4 separate regions of the Mus musculus genome follow, and all the other regions are linked to region 4. A link is a contact called in public HiChIP or PLAC-seq data. All regions are on one chromosome and are shown on one strand. The core of a region is the stretch at or near the end of the contact, and the rest is flanking DNA. Distances in the headings are between cores, read along the strand shown. Region 1 holds the start of Trpt1 (tRNA phosphotransferase 1). Region 2 holds the start of Fosl1 (fos-like antigen 1). Region 3 holds the start of Ppp1r14b (protein phosphatase 1, regulatory inhibitor subunit 14B). Region 4 holds the start of Gpha2 (glycoprotein hormone alpha 2).

Evidence for each region. HiChIP or PLAC-seq counts read pairs in DNA pulled down with a chosen protein or histone mark.
Region 1: a contact with region 4 is called in a FOXA1 HiChIP or PLAC-seq map of pancreatic cancer cells. The contact joins the promoter of Trpt1 here to the promoter of Gpha2 in region 4. A contact is called at or near these places in 1 of 39 promoter capture datasets (embryonic stem cells) and 4 of 115 datasets of contacts at active chromatin or transcription factors (bone marrow-derived macrophages, extraembryonic endoderm stem cells, large pre-B cells and 1 more).
Region 2: a contact with region 4 is called in a FOXA1 HiChIP or PLAC-seq map of pancreatic cancer cells. The contact joins the promoter of Fosl1 here to the promoter of Gpha2 in region 4. A contact is called at or near these places in 2 of 39 promoter capture datasets (hippocampal neurons and liver), 1 of 115 datasets of contacts at active chromatin or transcription factors (pancreatic cancer cells) and 1 of 9 other capture datasets (adipose tissue).
Region 3: a FOXA1 HiChIP or PLAC-seq map of pancreatic cancer cells shows a contact between it and region 4. The contact joins the promoter of Ppp1r14b here to the promoter of Gpha2 in region 4. A contact is called at or near these places in 1 of 39 promoter capture datasets (liver), 4 of 115 datasets of contacts at active chromatin or transcription factors (bone marrow-derived macrophages, extraembryonic endoderm stem cells, large pre-B cells and 1 more) and 1 of 9 other capture datasets (adipose tissue).

Annotation. Positions count from the first base shown.
Region 1 is chr19:6,994,873-6,997,572 of GRCm38.p6, forward strand. It overlaps Trpt1 (tRNA phosphotransferase 1), which reads left to right and starts at 1,259. Exons shown (of 7, transcript NM_153597.2): 1 at 1,259-1,652; 2 at 1,824-1,905. The coding sequence starts at 1,593. It overlaps Nudt22 (nudix (nucleoside diphosphate linked moiety X)-type motif 22), which reads right to left and starts at 1,165. Exons shown (of 6, transcript NM_026675.2): 1 at 1,136-1,165; 2 at 370-863. The coding sequence starts at 846.
Region 2 is chr19:5,446,298-5,448,997 of GRCm38.p6, forward strand. Fosl1 (fos-like antigen 1) reads left to right here and starts at 1,401. Exons shown (of 4, transcript NM_010235.2): 1 at 1,401-1,758. The coding sequence starts at 1,654.
Region 3 is chr19:6,973,616-6,976,315 of GRCm38.p6, forward strand. It overlaps Ppp1r14b (protein phosphatase 1, regulatory inhibitor subunit 14B), which reads left to right and starts at 1,433. Exons shown (of 4, transcript NM_008889.2): 1 at 1,433-1,891. The coding sequence starts at 1,634. It also overlaps a transcript of Plcb3 not described here.
Region 4 is chr19:6,225,140-6,227,839 of GRCm38.p6, forward strand. It overlaps Gpha2 (glycoprotein hormone alpha 2), which reads left to right and starts at 1,262. Exons shown (of 4, transcript NM_130453.3): 1 at 1,262-1,286; 2 at 1,639-1,748; 3 at 1,832-2,016; 4 at 2,362-2,629. The coding sequence starts at 1,649. The coding sequence ends at 2,463. Ppp2r5b (protein phosphatase 2, regulatory subunit B', beta) reads right to left here. Exons shown (of 14, transcript NM_198168.3): 14 at 2,628-2,700.

The sequences.
Region 1 (2,700 bases), core at 9-2,508, 770 kb after region 4:
GGCAATCCCTAACCCAGGCCCACCTATTCCAAGGAGAGCAATCGGAAGCCCAGCTAGGAAGGATTACATGGATCGGATAAGAAGAGGCATCCTCCCTTCAGTCTCTCCTCCCATGTTCCCTAGCTTCCATAGGTGTGTTCCAGCTTAGATTTATGGCTGGGGCTCCCAGATGGCAGTGAGCACCTTGTTTCCTCCCAGTAGTGGTGGAGAGTCATGGGTTGTGCTCAGCTGGGCCCCACATTCTCCTGGACAGCAGAGCATGCGCCTGCAGGCTCAGAAATACCAAGCCGGTTTTCCCTTTATGAGAAGAGGAAACCAGGACCAGGAGTGCTTGGATTTTGAGCCTTTGGACCTAGCCAGTCATCTTACCTGAGGTTCAGGGTGCCCACCGGGTACATCCACCAGTCCGGGAGCTTCCGCTACCTGCTGAGAGCGGCGCAGGAAGACAAGGAAGTCGTCAGCTGTGACCAGTGCGGCACCCACCCCCAGTGGGTCTGCCAGATAGGCTTGCTTGTCACCCCAATCTGCAGCGCCCTGCTGTCGCAGCCAGGAGGCTGAGCTGGACCAGTTGGTGCCCAGGAAGTCCCGGTAGGAAGTTAGACCCAAGTGCAGGAGCAGCTGTGGCTCAGGCGAGCTGGACACCAGTGTGGCTGAGTGAAGGCGGAACTTGGGAGCATCAAAGATCCAAGGTTGGGCCTGTTGCCGAGTCTCCCAGATGGCAGTGATGGCCTTGTCTCCTCCAGGCAATGGACGACGGTCATGAGCCGGGCTCAGCTCCACTGCTACCTGCTCCTGGGAAAGTCCCCCAAGAGGGCACAGCAGCAGCAGGGACACCTCGGGGTCCATAGTCTGACAGGGCAGCTCTGGCAGAGGACACAGATGGCCATCCTGTCACTCTAGGAAACGAGCTGACCCTCTCTTCCACAGAACTCCTGAGTGCTCCCCAGTCCTTTTGCAGATCCCTGACTACTTATTGCGAGCATCATTCCAGCAAGAGTACTGAGCTCAGCAGGCGCCCTGGAATCCTGCTGTCCCAAACCCCTAAAGCCTCTGGCAACCCTACCACCCAGCAGCACTAGGTCCCCAAAACTCTCAAGGCCCCCGCCCCCCCCCCCCCCAACTCCAGGAGTCCTACCTCCAACCTGGACACGCTTGATCTACTCCCAGGATCTGGAAGCTTGATCTCGGAATTTAGCGGCTGGCCCGGCCCCCAAAGTCCACCCCTTTCCCCAAGCGGAAGTACCCGCCCCTTTCTTTCCTGGCTTCCCATTAGCCAGTCCGTGTTCAGGTCCGGATCCCGCCCTCCGCAGTGGAGCCCTTCAGATCTATGCAGACCCGCCGACCTACTTGTCAACGCATACGCCAGCCCGGTGCCCGGGGCAGCCGTGCTGTGATCTGATTTCAGGGCCCGGGGTCTGGTCCGGATCCCTCGGGCCTCGAGGCTGCCAGTGTGACCTTGAGCAAGTCTCGCCCGCTGGGCCTCAAGTTCCCTTGCTGAACTAGGGTGGGATGAGCAGTGCGGTTCTTATCCTGAGCTTTTGTAACTTTCTGGGCAGAGAACCCACACTCCCTGCTCCCTACAGGTCTTGATCATGAACGCCCCTGGAGGAAGGAGGAAGGAAGGTAGAAGGACTCATAGACCCCGGGAACAGGTGCGCACCTTTCCAGCCTTACCCACAACGCTAGGACATGGGAGAGACCCTCTGAGCCTTAGCTTCTTGGTGGGGTAGACTGCAGCACCATGGGCGCTGTTCTAGCCTGCCTTAGCAGTAGGACATCCAGGGCTGGCTACTGAAACTCAGATCATCACTGGACTCTTTCAGGACCGAAATGTGCAGCTGTCTAAGGCTCTGTCCTATGCCCTTCGCCACGGGGCCTTGAAGCTGGGACTTCCCATGCGAGCTGGTAAGTAACCATGCTGGAACTGGGAGGAATGGTGGGAGCCCAGAGAGCAACTGGAACCTCTGTCTCCTCGACTTTAATTCTTAACATTGCCCCAAGAGGAATGCAGAATAGACACACCCTCCAAATGTACAGGGGAAAAAATGTACAAGGCCCAGAACCTCTTTCATATCCTCTGGAAGAGGAGCCCCTGTCTAGGCTGGACTTCATGATGTCTCTTTCGACCAACTGGCCCAATCAACACTTCCCAAGGATGGACAGAGGAGCATACTGAACAACTGATGTTTATTGAATGGCCGCTGTGGGCGGATACTTAGTGCTTGCTATGTTACTCTCCCTGGAGCAGACACACTGTTCTGGTTTCTTTTTGTAGTGTTTTGTTTGTTTGTTTGTCTTGGTTTTGGTTTTGGTTTTTTATGTGCATGAGTGTTTTGCCTGCCCCACGTGCATACTTGGCTCTCGCAGAGGCCAGAAGAGAGCATTGCATTCCAGTGGGACAGGAATTACAGGTGGTTGGGAGCTGCCGTGTGAGTGCTGGGACCCGGCCCCAGGTCCTTAGGAAGAACAGCCAGTGCTTTTTTTAATTGTGGCACCATCTAGAAAGCCTCATTTTTCATTTTGGGGACAAAATGTCATGTAGCCTAAGCTAGCCTCATCTTGAACTCTTGATTCTTTTGCCTGCCCTTCTCAAGTGCTAAGCTTATAGGCGTCTACCAATATGCCCACCATGAAGCGGGCACCTTCCCATGTTAAATAAAGTGAGGCCTGGGGCAGAAATGCATCTCCTTAGCAGAGCTC
Region 2 (2,700 bases), core at 151-2,650, 780 kb before region 4:
TGAGGCCCACCCCAGACTCAGGAAGGAGACCTCCCCGGGTCACATGGACACAAAGTATAGTTCTATGATGAGATATACTGGCCTCCAGGCCTGAGTCCAAACAGCAGAACCCCAGCCTTTGTTCCCAATGAAGACAGCCCAGGCCTCTGCTTCCCTGAGGACAAGTTTCTTCAGTCTCCATTGAGATGGAAGAAATCAGAGAAAGAGTTTTGGGACCCATGCTCTCCCAGTCTGCCATTCTTCGTGTACGTACAATGTAAAGGCTTGAAGCTCATGGCCTGACTTGGTCACCAGACTCAGCCACTTACTCAGTGGCCTTGAGCAACTCATTTCAATACCTGTCAGCCTCAGTTTTTCCCATCTGAGAAGTGGGGGTTATGATGGCATTTACCTCCTCAGCACACCTGGTCAGGACCTCACCCGTATCAAGGCCTTTCACATACTTCCAAAGTGGGCTGGTGACACACATAGTACTGGAGGAGTGCCTCCAGTCAGACCTTCAGTCAAGAAGCCTTACTGACTGTGTCTCAGGACACCTATGTCCTTCTGTAGGCGCTCTCTGCCTGTAGAGGCCTGGATTAAAGCTTGTGATAGCTCCAGAGACGGTCTCAAACATGTAGCGCCTTCTATCTGTGGGTACACTAAATGCCACTTCACGTAGTATTCAAATATAACAACATTTCATAACCCTGGTTTGTCAATAACCTTTCAGTCTATCAAAAACCTTGACAACAGTTGAAACTGGGTGTGGAGGGGCACATTTGTAATGTCTGCCCTCCACTTGAGAAGTGAAAGCAGGTTATTCTAAGCTACATAAGGAGTTCAAGGCCAACCTGCACAACAAGAGACCCTATCTACAAAAGCCAGGTGTGATGGTGGCACAGTCCAACACTTGAGAGGTGACGGAAGGATCAGGAGTTCAAGGGCAGCCTCAACTAGATACCTGAGACCCTGTCTCAACCAACCTCCCTCCACAAACCACAAGCAAAGCAAACTCAACTAAAGAAACTTCTCACCCCACTTGAGAGGAGCGGTCTTAAGTCAGGACTGCAGACTTGGGTGACAGTTGGAATGATTCTCTCCAGGTAAATAATGATGATGATAATAATAACCCATATTTATAATTCACTTCCCAGCTTTCAGACACTCTCCCCGTTCTTCTTTCTAAGTCTTGGCGCGAGGCCAGGCGGCCACAGGATTTTGTTTCGCCCTGTGTTGGGAACCTTGGCTAGTCTGAACGGGGCGGGGCGCAGTTGCAAGCCCCAACTTCGGCAAGGTGCGTCAGGGGGAATCCTCGGTGCACCTGGGCGCGGCAAGGAAATTGCACCATGTATGGGCAGCTGCGTCAGAGGGGGGCGTGGCCGCCGCGGATGCTAGGGGACGCCAAGTCGGTCGCTTTCTGTCTGTAGAGGCGGCTTGCCACCCGAGCAGAGGGTCGTGAAGTTCCGAGCGGACCGGTCCACAGAGGTTCATCTGGAGAGGTGGGTCCCCTGCGAGGTGAAAGGCGCCGCTGAGACACGCCCCCACCCCCCGTGGTGCAAGTGGTTCAGCCCAAGAACTTTTCATTCATAAAAAAGACCAGACTCCGAGAGGCGCGAGTGAGTCAGAACCGCAGCCGCCAACGCGGACCCTACCGAACATCCAGCCCAGGGCATGTACCGAGACTACGGGGAACCGGGACCGAGCTCCGGGGCTGGCAGCCCGTACGGTCGCCCCGCGCAGCCCCCGCAAGCTCAGGCACAGACCGCCCAGCAGCAGGTGAGACTGGCCGAATCGTCGGGGGGGGGGGGACCTGAGTTTGGACAGCATCAGGGATGCTGGGATTAGTCTAGTTTGCTCCGGGATTTGGACTGGGGCCCCGAGCAGCATCTGACTCTGGTGGTCGCGACCGAGGATCCTGCACGTTCTGTGTGGTCGGGGAACCTATGTACCCGGTGGCCAAGGGGACGAGCGCAGCGGGAAGCGCGAATATCTGCGAATTCCCCTTCTCGCTCGCCCGTATCTCCCTAGCTGACTGTCTTTCTGCCCCTCCGTCTCCGTTACGGTCTTACATTTCCTCCTATCTGCCCCTAATACGCTGTCCCTCTAAATACCTGCCCCATCCCTGCCTGGACAGGATCAGAGGTGTTCTCCATCTCCAGTTAATAACTGGGACCTGGGGTCTGGGCACATAGAGACGGGGTCCATCAGAACTCAGCCGGGACAGAGAATTCTTAGCAGCCTGTCCGAGGCTGTCCGTGTGTTGCTCTGGTTGTCCGTGTCCCTTTATCCGGTCAAGTCCTCATCTCTTTGTGCGCAGTATAGAGCCCATGGGCCCCAGGCAGTGGTTCCGAGGGGTTCCTGGAGACCACGAAGTGTTGGGATGTGCGCGGGGTCACCTGCCCGGCCACACTCGCGCTCCACATTCTCGGCACCCGACGTCTCTCACTGCTGGATAGGGGCACTTGAGAGGTTGCAGGTGTCCATTTCCTGTCGAGGGGCCGCGAGCACGTGTCGCCAGGGGAGGGAAGGAGCTGCGTCCGTTTCGCCGAGTCACAGCGGGCCGAGTCACTGAGGCTGAGTCACCCTGGGTGCCCCTCCCTTCCTGGCCCCAAACGGCCCCTAAGGACCGACGACCTGGGAGCGAGAGATGCCCCTGGCAGTGCTTCTAGCCCAGAACGGGGGTCACTGAGATGCTGGGTCCCCCAGTATTGGGCTGGG
Region 3 (2,700 bases), core at 183-2,682, 750 kb after region 4:
TGTGTGTGTGTGTGTGTGTGTGTGGTGGTGGTGGTGGTGGTGGTGGTTGTCATACAGCCCGGGCTCAAAATCCCAGCTCCCCCTTTATATAGCCCTGTGACTTAACTATGTGCTCTCACAACTGAAGTGTCCACGAGTTTTCCCGTTTAATGTTCCCCACAGCCTTCAGAGGAAGTCCATCGGTCCCCCCCCCCCCACCCACCACCTCTTTTCGGTCGTTTGTTCAACCAATAGGATGGAGAGTCCTTTGCCTGAGTCTGAGAGTTTTTCGAGCTAGAATTCGGTATGGACCTAATAGTGTCCTAATGCCTGTAGGTTTGACAAGGAGCACGCTGACCCAAGCTAAGGTATCAGCAGAGTCCTCAGAGCTCTGGCCCACCAAATTTTCGCTTTCTAGCAGAAAGACAAAGGAATGAATGAAACAATTTAAAGATGCAGACAGAATAAAGGAAGACTGGAAGGTGGCCTCCTAAAGTGTGAAGGATCGAGAAGTTACTGGGTGAACTAGCTTGCTGTCCCTACAGCAGAACAGGCAGGGGTCCCAATAAACGCTCATTTGGGGTCAACTGCTATTATTACCTTTATCATTGTGAGTTTTGGCTTCCCCACATGCTAGCTCTTTGCACCCGAGTTTCCTCCTTTGCACACGCTCAAGCTGCGGGGCGCCCAGGGCCTCGCCCAGCACAATCCTGCCAGCTCAGAGGGGCGCGCCCCAAACAAGTTTGCGCTTCAATGCGGGCTCTGCAGCTGGGAGGGGCAGCATCGACGAGCCGCTGACTACATTGCCCACAATACCACGCGCGCCGCCATCTCAGCCGGTGGGCGGTGGTCGTCCCAGTCCTGGCTATTGTAAGCCAAACGGCCAAATCTACACGCCCCCACCCCGAGCTCTTCCTTGAGGGGCGTGAGACCAGACCAAGTAGGGCATCCCGGCCGGCACCTGGGCAGTGCCTGGACCCCTTTACACCTCCGATCCCCGGAAGCCCTGTCCACGTGTCGACCCATGCGCGGAAGTTCTCTCGCCCCTTGATGACCAAGGGTCCCGCACGTTCCTCACCGCATCTGCGCCCACACCGTCTCATGCCTAGACTGTCTGTTTCTACCTTAGTGACAGAATGAAACAGGGTCAGAAGAGGACTATGGTCCTAGTGGCGTGAAGATCCAGGCATCCGACACCTAGAAGTCTAGGTTTGAGGCCAGAGGTTAAGTTATAGGAAACCGGACAGACAGTCCCCAAACCCGGCAAAGTAGATCCTCCCCTATCCCCTTTCAGGAGGCGGGGTTGGGGAGAGGGGGCCTGAAGCGGGGCTGGCCCTTTAAGGGGGTGTGGTCGGGGGGCGGGGGAAGAGAGCAAGACAGAGAAAGCGGCAGCGGCGGCGGCTCGGGCGGCGGCCGCGGGGGACAAAGGGCGGGCGGATCGGTGGGGAGGGGGCGGGGCGCGGCCAGGCCAAGCCCGGGGGCTCCGCATGCTGCAGCTGCCCCCGGGCGCCCCCGCCGCCGCCCTCGCCGCGGAGCTGCGCGGAACGGAGCCCGCGAGCTAACCGGAGCCAGCGGCCGGGAGCCAGCCGGCGGGCGTCCGGGAGGCGGCGGCGCAGGGAGGGGCCCGAGCGCGCACGTGGCCCCGGCGGCCGCCATGGCGGACAGCGGCCCCGCGGGGGGCGCGGCGTTAGCTGCCCCGGCCCCCGGGCCGGGCAGTGGCAGCACAGGGCCCCGAGTCTACTTCCAGAGTCCCCCTGGGGCCGCAGGCGAAGGCCCGGGGGGCGCTGATGACGATGGCCCGGTGAGACGGCAAGGGAAGGTCACCGTCAAGTACGACCGCAAGGAGCTACGGAAGCGCCTCAACCTGGAGGAGTGGATTTTAGAACAGCTCACGCGACTCTACGACTGCCAGGTGTGCTCCCCACCCCGCGCGGATACCCTAAAATCGGCCCTAAGTCGGTCTGTCTCCAGAGTCAATGGGAGCTCTGCTGCCAAGCCACCGGTCTTGCACTCGCCGCTCCCAGTGAGTGTGCGCTCTTTCTTGCCTGACCTAAGACACTCTAGCTTTCTCCGCTGCCCGGGACCTTGCGTCCTTCGTGGTACTGCCTCAGGTTAAGCATAGTGTCCTCGCCGAGTCTAGAAGAACTAGATAGCCTGCTGGAGGCAGGGGTCTAGCTTGGGCTAACAGTGAAAGGTCTAGTCTAGTCTGGGCTAGCATCGACACTAGTTGAAAGGTACTAGTTTAACTGTCTCAAGTGTTACAAAGGATCTGAGGAGTTGTTGTGGGCTAGCCTGCCATTCTGTCTACAGAGACAGGTTAACCAGCTCTCCCAGCTCTGGTTCTCCACCCCATGTTCCTTGCTTGTTCAGATGGTGACTCAGGCCCCCAGGGGTAGGGTGGAGGAGTGGGCCTGCCCTCTAATGCCTACCCTAGCCCAGCCCTGGAATGCAGCTGGCTCCAAGTGTGATAGCTGTACCCTTGGGGAGGGGGGTGTACCCCTTTCTCCTCAAAGCATGGGCTCTTTGTTTCCCCTTTATCAAGCATGGGTCTTTCACACTGACCCCTCACCCTCACTTCCTCCCCCCCCCCCCAGGAAGCTGTGACAGGTGTTTGGGGGAGGGGAGGGCTGTGATGAACTAGGACAGCTGGCCCACCAGTGCTCTGGTGAGCCGGAGGTCCCGGATGCTGAGAAGGCACATCTGCTAGGTTCAAAGCCCAAG
Region 4 (2,700 bases), core at 12-2,511:
AGCAGGTGAGTAGTCTAAGCGGGGCTGCCTATAATCACCACAGACCTTGGTCTGGGTGCTTCTTCACTCAACCTCCAGCTAATGTTGACTAAGGGCTTTGTTATTGCTTGCTTGCTTGTTTTATGGTGCCAAAAATACATGGAACTCAGAACCCTAAGCTTCCAGGCAAGCGCTCTGCCACAGAACCACACCCACAGCCCTCAACCTGTCACATTCTTGTCCTAGGTGTAACTTAGCACCATGGATCCATAGTATGATATGTGAATGAGGCTTTTAGTAGGGCGCCTTTCCTCTGTAAGCAGAGTTAGACTCAACAGAGCCAGAGGTTGGAGTCCAGCTCTGCTTTTAATGTAGACTGGTCCCTGCTATTCCAGGGACTAGGGAGACTTTCTAGCTCAGAATTCTACTCTGCAACCAGCCACATGATAAGGAAGCACTCCCAGGACTCTGGGAGACCGAAATGGCCCTACCCCTAGTCTGCCAGCAAGCACAGCTTAGGTGCCCTTGAACAAAACAATCTTGTTCTTGGACTGGGGATGTAACTCCCCTGGTGGAGTCCCTCCTTAGCATTCATAAGGCCCTGGGCTCGACCCCAGCACAGCATGAACTGCATGAATATGGTGGCTCCTGCCTGTGACTCCAGGGCTTAGGAGGAGGAGGAAGGAAGACCAAGCTCAAGGTTGCCCCTGAGATGTATGAGATGGTCTTTTAAGAAAAAAAGTTGAAAGCCGGGTGGTGGTGGCGCACGCTTTTAATCCCAGCACTTGGGAGGCAGAGGCAGGCGGATTTCTGTAGAGCAGGCCAGCCTGGTCTACAGAGTGAGTTCCAGGACAGCCATGGCTACACAGAGAAACCCTGTCTCAAAAACAAAACAAAAAAAAGTTGATTTTCAGCCCCATTCCTTTGTAATCACTAAAAGACATAGTAGTTTTTCAACAGAGAATGGCTGATCAGGCAAGAGTCCTGCCTAGGCTCACAGAGGATGAAGAAAATCCAGCTGCCCACAGGTCACACTGGGCCACTCCTGGGCCTGCCTCACTCCCTCTAGTATTCAGCACTAGACAGCCTAAAGAGAAAGGGAAATGTCAGTGGAGACTGCATTCTGAAGAAACCACAGACCCTGATCTCCAGGTGGGACTGTGCGGAGGCTTCAGGCTAGGAGGGGCCTGAAATCTGATATCTGGGAGGGCGGGGCTCTAAAACACCAGCAAATAAAAGCCTGGAGAGCCAGCTCCAGTTTGGAGACCAGCAGGAGGCACCAGGAGTCTTCAGTTGCTGTTGGACTGGTAAGCTGCTGAGGCTGAGGAGGTGGGGCCAGGAAGGGAGGGGTGGAGCCAGGGAGGGTGGGGTGGTGGGCCAGGGCCTTGTAGCCAAAGTGGCACATAGATGGGGAAATTGATATGTACCGCAGATGGTGAGGACATTCCAGGGGAGAATGCATAGGATGACATATAAGTGGCTATTCACACCCTTCCAGAGTAGCTGAGGCAGGGAAGCAACCCCCCCCACACACACACATTCCTACCAAAGGCAGAGATGATAAAGACCACTACCCAGCACACCTCACCAATAAGGAGACCCAGAAGCCTGGCTTGCTGGTGGAGAGGCACAACTTCAAAGACTTCCCTTCCCACCCAGTCCTTTGCAGATGCCCATGGCACCACGAGTCTTGCTCCTTTGCCTGCTGGGCCTGGCAGTCACTGAAGGGCATAGCCCAGAGACAGCCATCCCAGGCTGCCACTTGCACCGTGAGTAACTCTGCTTGGGGAGCGGATGGACGGGTAACCCGGCCAGCACGGCCTTCACCGGCTGCTCCCTTCTCTGCTTCCAGCCTTCAATGTGACGGTGCGCAGTGATCGCCTCGGCACTTGCCAGGGCTCCCACGTGGCACAGGCCTGTGTAGGACACTGTGAGTCTAGTGCTTTCCCTTCCCGGTACTCTGTGCTGGTGGCCAGTGGCTATCGGCACAACATCACCTCTTCCTCCCAGTGCTGCACCATCAGCAGCCTCAGAAAGGTAAGGGGCCTGAGCCTGATGGAGCGTGAGGGTGGGGACCCAGGGGCCTGAGCCTGATGGAGCGTGAGGGTGGGGACCCAGGGGTCCGAACCTGACCTGGTGTGAGGGTGGGGACCCAGGAGCCCGAACCTGACCAGGTATGAGGGTGGGGACCCAGGGGCCCGAACCTGACCGGGGTGTAAGGGTGGGGTCCCCCAGGGGCCCGAACCTGACCGGGCCATAAGGGTGGGGACCCCCAGGGGCCCGAACCTGACCAGGTGTGAGGGTGAGGACCCAGGGGTTCGAACCTGATGGGGGCGTGAGGGTGGGGTGGAATGGGAACAAACTTGGGTCCTCCTCCAACAGGTGAGGGTGTGGCTGCAGTGCGTGGGGAACCAGCGTGGGGAGCTTGAGATCTTTACTGCAAGGGCCTGCCAGTGTGATATGTGCCGTTTCTCCCGCTACTAGTCCCCGAAGGGCTCAGGCTCCGGTCCTGCCACTGACATGTCATGGGTATCTCAAACTCGGGGCTCTGACCCTCTTTATCGTCTGTGAAGATGAGGTTGGCCCTCTCAGCAGTCTCCTTGCTACATTCTCCTTCGCTCCTGTCCTCAATAAAGCAAGCAATGCTTGAGTTTCGCTCTTTATTAAATCTGCCCCCAGCCAGGTGAAGGGGGCAGACCATGATTACTGTGACCTCCCCCC